Linked DNA regions of Anas platyrhynchos: region 1 is linked to region 2. The links are chromatin contacts, called in public Hi-C maps. All regions are on one chromosome and are shown on one strand. The core of a region is the stretch at or near the end of the contact, and the rest is flanking DNA. Distances in the headings are between cores, read along the strand shown.

Region 1 (2,700 bases), core at 13-2,512, 200 kb after region 2:
ACTGCCACTTCACAGCAGTCCAAGTCTCGGGTAGTTATTTAACATCAATGCTATTCCACGTATGTTTCCGTAAGACTAGTCAATATCTTTCAAGTAAGTCTGCCCGTGAAGAAGTGAGTCTAGAGCATGGTGAGGTTTCAGACAATATTAAGTACTAGGTAACAAAAGCCAGTGTATTAAAAAAAGAAAAAAAAGCCAGAAAGCCAAGTGAACCCTTCCGTTTCTGGGTCAATTGCCCAAAGCCTGTTCTGCTTGTTTCCCCTCACACATATGTAAACCAGAGACTCAAAGGGGCTTGTTCATGGCTCACAGAAAGAAATATCACTTATTTTTTTGCAGGGAATTCCCCTACTAGATTGGAGCTACTGAAAATAATTGCATACTAAAAGGTAATGGGAATAAGTCAGGGAATGAGTGGTACAGAGCAAAGGGATGGTGCTGAAGTGCAGGTCTTCGCTCTTCCCTACAGGAGAAGGGATCCTATGTCAGTGGAAAATACAAGAACTCAGAAAAGTGTTTATAACTGAGGAAGAAATTATCTTCAACATCACCCAGCTTGCCCTGTGTAACGCCAAGCACCCAGAGACCTACAGACGCTGTCCCAAGCATTTGGTGCAGTGTCAGGGCAGGGGGCCAGCTGAGCTCTTTGTTTTGGAGGAGAAACCAGGGATTAACAACCTGCCCCGAGCCCTGTAGGCTAACTTCACCCTTTATCTTTGCTTGCCATGTGCCCTGTATGTTTGTCTAAGAACGTGGTGCAATGGTCCCCAGCCTCAGGAAAGCCAACATTGCACAACGCAAGCGGCTTCAGAATATGGCACGGCTGGATTTTTAGGGTAGAGTTCACAGTCGAGCGACAGCAGCAATAACAAAGCCAAAAATAAGTCAGAAATCAGCCAGGACACTGCGTGTCCCACCTGGCTTCCCGGTTACAACAGCCTGAGAAGACCCCACAGCCCTGAGGCGCAGAAGGGGAGCGGCGCCCGCCCAGCACACCCCAAACGCCACCACCGACCCCGGGACGAGCGGGGAGGGCGCCGAGCTCCCCCGCCAAGCAAACCTCCACTTTTCAGGCTTCTTTAAAAATAAATTAAAAGGAAACGGAGCCGCGGGGGCACTCACCGCACCGCCGAGCCCACGTAGCCCCTCGCCCCCTCCATGTCTTGGCCCTCCCCGGCCGTCAGGCAGCGCCGGCCGCCACCGCCCTTAATGGGGAGCGGGGCCGCTCCGCCTCCACGGCCGGCCTGCCCCTGGGCCGGCCCTCAGCCCGCCCCCGGCCAAGGGGAGGCATGGCCATGAGGTGGGCTGCCTTGCAGGAGCCTTGTCCTTGTCCTATCCTTGTCCATGCCACCCCCGGACCCCCTTCTTCCCCCGCCCCGAGACCCCTTTGGCTCCAAGCTCCCCCCTGGCACGACGAGTGGTGGCGGGGTTGTGCTGACAGGTGCCAGGCGAAGCACCTCAGAGGGAAGATTTATCGTTGTTATTATTATTATTCCCAATGAGTTTTTTTTTCCTTGTTGTTTACCCAGGGAAGGAAAGATAAAGATTGCTTGTTCCGTGTATATCTGAGTTACAGCTAATATAGCAACAGCAGGAGCCAATCCCATTTGAAGCCTCTAAGCATTAAGAGTAAATCAACAGATTAAAGTGCTTTGGCTTCTGATTTTAGAGCCTGGGAATAAGCTTACAACTTGGATTAATGTATGTAGTAGCCTCACTGGAGGTATTTAGCCTTCCTAGGGTATGGGCAGCAGTGATTTCTGTTTATGGGGCAGGTAAACATGTCATTTTTTCCTTTTCATGCTGGCCCACAGGCACAAGTACAGTATGTTTCAGCTCTGACACAACATGATCATTTTGACAGCTCTAAAACCACGACCACAGAGAAACCAAGGCAGATCCTGGCTGCTCCGTGCCCCACTGACCTAGGGCCAGCCGGTGAGCAGGGAGCTCTGTGCCACTGCCCGATGGCAGGAGGCTGGATCCGGAAGGTTCCACAGGGACACCTCGGTGACAGAGCCTGGACCTCGCCCAGGGTCACCCCATGGATGGGACTGTTTTTCTGGTCCATCTTGTTGAGCACAAAGGAGCCACCCACCTGATTTCTTTGCTTTCCAGGCTTCATCAGCACCCAGCCAATCCCTGCATAAATGTTCTCAAGCCTCAGCTCTGGGGCCCTTATCGGCTGTAAAAGAAAACAAACCTTTTAATCTGGGACAAATTGTGTTGTGTCCCCCCACCTAGCAGAGTAAGCAATCCCACTTCCCCACAGCAAAGCTCAGACCAGCAGGCTTCCCTGGATGAACCTGAGCTCAGGCTGATCTCTTCTTCCTCAGGCTCCTTAGGGCTTGCAGGTGTGAGGGGCCCCCTTCTGCAAAGTTACCCCCTTCTTTTTCTATCCCCTACTACTTGTAGTTTTGTCACAGTTCCGTGATACACCCCTGATACAAAGTCAAGGAGAATGGGAAATGGGCAGCAGCAGGTATTTCTCTGGGCATTGGACTCAAAGCAGCCTGTTTTCCACTGGGTCTGTATCTTACACTTGCTTGTGGGCACAACTGAGGTTATTTAAGCAAAATGAGCATTTATAATGAATTCTCACTGAGTGTTTCTCTACTGTCAAGAAACGTGTATATACTGCAGCTTTCCCTGTTGTACAGGGAGAAAAGAGTGTCGAAAGAGAAGTTGTGTAAGGTGGTC
Region 2 (2,700 bases), core at 147-2,646:
GTTAAATGGGTGAGTTCAGTGATGATAGACTGCTGATGGGTTAAATCAAATACTGAGGAGTGTGTTGTCCTTTCCCCTGAAATACAGTTCGTTTAATTTCTCTGCTCTTGCTAAGTGATCGTCAGTGGTTTTGTTCTTCTCCAAGACAACAGCCCTTGCGCTATAAAACAATATTGTTTGTATTGACAGATTTGGGATGCTTGTTGTATGTTAATCATGTTTCAAATAATTGCACTTGTATAACTGAAAACTTTAATAGTAGCTTATTGATATTCGTTGTTACTGTTATTTTTCTTGCTTATGATATTAGTAATTCTTGATTTTCTTCTTTGTCATAGGTCTCCTTTCTGTGAAGAAATAATCTGTTGTAGGGGTGACCAGGTGCGACTTGCAGTTCGTGTACGAGTGTTTACGTACCCTGAATCCGCATGTGCTGTTTGGATCATGTTTGCTTGTAAATACCGCTCCGTCCTTTGAAAAACAAAATCATGCATGCCTCTTTGGATCTGCAAAATAATGTATCTGCATATCAAATGATGCAATTAAACTAATATTGTATTTTTATATAGGTGCCACGGATTTTGAATACTGTATTGTGTGAAGTGAATTGTATACATGATAATAATTGTATTTATAAAGAGAGTTTATTTTAATAAAAGCAACTTTAATACTTACATTTCCACGGTGGAAAGGAAACATACAACATTCCTGTATTTCCATCTCTCTTGGAGCTAGCAATAGCTTCTAAGTTCAGCACCTAGGAACAGTTCAGTCGGGTATAGGTAATTTTATTAATCTATGAATGTGATAATTTATGGGGGTTCTTAGGTGAATAGCTGTGCTGAGTTAGATGAAGTCTGTCTAACATCGTACCTTTTCCCTGAAAATAATATCACAGAATCACAGAATTGTCTAGGTTGGAAGAGACCTCAAGATCATCGAGTCCAACCTCTAAAATATGTCATGGATGATTGGAGGAAGAGAAAAAACAACTGCAGAGGCTTATTTCTGTAATACCTCTCCCCTTTCTGACACTCAACCTTAGCCTGCTGCTGAGGTGGAAGTTGTTCTCTGTAATACCCCTCTGTGATTTTGTCAGAGGCTGATACTCTCACCTACGCTTATCCATGTGTGGTTTTGGTTGTCTTAAACATGTGGATCGGTCAACACCGATCTCATCGCATCTAGTGTAATGTAGAGGGCTGGATAGGGATGAATTAAAGCCCTTTCCTGCACCACCCCCTCGGCGCAGCGCTTGGCAGGGGGCAGTCCCATCTCCCTGCCATTGCAAGCAGGGCCCCCCCCTCCCGCAGCAGCAGGGGCCGTGCGGGCGCTGCGGTGCCGGAGGGCGGGCGGCAGGGGGCGCTGCGTGGCGCGGGGCGGCCATTGCGCGGCTCGGAGCCGTTCCCCCCGCGGCGGCGGCGGCGGCGGCAGCGCCAGCGCCGGGGCCGCTCCTCCCGCCCCGGCCGCCCGCTGCCCGCCCGCCTGGCTGGGCCGGGCTGTCCGGCGGCCTGGCGGCACTGGCGGGGCGGGGAGGATGAGCGCTAGGAGCGGCAGCAGCGGCACAAGGAGGAGCAGCAGCAGCAGCAGCAGTGCGAGCAGCAGCAGCGCTGGGCGCTGAGCCGCGCAGGGCATGGCGCTGCCGGGGGAGCGCGGCGCAGAGCCGCAGCCCGGCGCCTCCCGCCCCGCTGCCGCCGCCACAGCCACCGATGAGGACGGAGAACCAGGAGGAGGAGGAGGAGGGCAACCGGAGGCGCTGTCGCTGGAGGAGATCCTGCGGCTGTACAACCAGCCCATCAACGAGGAGCAGGCGTGGGCCGTCTGCTACCAGTGCTGCGGCTGGCTGCGGGCCCGCGCCCGCCGCCGGGAGACCCCCGCGGGCAGACCGGGGGCAGCCGCGCACCTCCGCGTCTGGAGGGACGGAGCCGTCAGCATGGAGCAGGGCGAGCCCCGGCGGCCGCCCCACAGCGCAGAGGGTAAGGGGAGAGCGCCCCCAAAAGCCCCCCCCTCCGCCGCCTTTGGCCGCGGGACCCGCGCCCGGGGAGGTCCGGCTGGGGGCTGCGGGGTGTGCAGGGTCTGTCTGGGGTTATCTGGGTTTGTCTGGGTGTGGGGGTTTAGGGGGTCTTCAGCCCAAACCCAGCCGGCACGGGGATGAGGCATCCATGGTGCTCCCCGCTGTCAGGCTAGCTGGATTCAGCATCGCTGAAATTGGGGAGAAATTCAGAAAATTTGGGGTTTTTCAGGCTGGTGCATGCACAGTGGGGTCAGTGCGTGGGTGTTGTGCTGTCGGTCAGCCAGCGCGGGGCCAGCAGTACCCCCAAATAGCGAGAAATGCAGAATGGAAGAGGGGCTGCATCTTCCCCCCACAGCTTCAGTGGGTCTCGTAACCATTTCCACCTGAATACAGGCTGCTGTGCTCTCGTATTTTTAAAAAATAGGTGATGGTAATGTTAATAAAATTAACATTTTATTAACGGGGGAAGCATTTGCCCAGCCAGTGGATTTGTGTGCCGGGCAAATTGCACCCCGCGTGCTGCTTTTGCTTTTAGTGTTTTGGGGTGGGATCAGGCTTCTTCCCCTCTCACGTCAGCTGTAGGAAAGGCAGTGATTTAGTAGGTGTTTCTTTTTGTTGTTACCATTTCCTTGCTGTTTGTGGCCTCATTCTGTTGCCTCTTCATGTTTCTAATGGCCTGTGGGGTG

Evidence for each region. Hi-C and Micro-C count contacts between places; a contact is called where the count stands out from the background.
Region 1: a contact with region 2 is called in a Hi-C map of subcutaneous adipose tissue, with 3 times the contacts expected there. The contact joins the promoter of CIDEA here to the promoter of SPIRE1 in region 2. A contact is called at or near these places in 2 of 8 Hi-C or Micro-C datasets (F1 follicle and subcutaneous adipose tissue).

Annotation. Positions count from the first base shown.
Region 1 is chr2:49,039,138-49,041,837 of IASCAAS_PekinDuck_T2T, forward strand. CIDEA (cell death inducing DFFA like effector a) reads right to left here and starts at 1,263. Exons shown (of 5, transcript XM_005013097.6): 1 at 1,123-1,263. The coding sequence starts at 1,160.
Region 2 is chr2:48,837,969-48,840,668 of IASCAAS_PekinDuck_T2T, forward strand. SPIRE1 (spire type actin nucleation factor 1) reads left to right here and starts at 1,397. Exons shown (of 17, transcript XM_027452074.3): 1 at 1,397-1,976. The coding sequence starts at 1,634. CEP76 (centrosomal protein 76) reads left to right here. Exons shown (of 12, transcript XM_027452077.3): 12 at 339-674. The coding sequence ends at 477.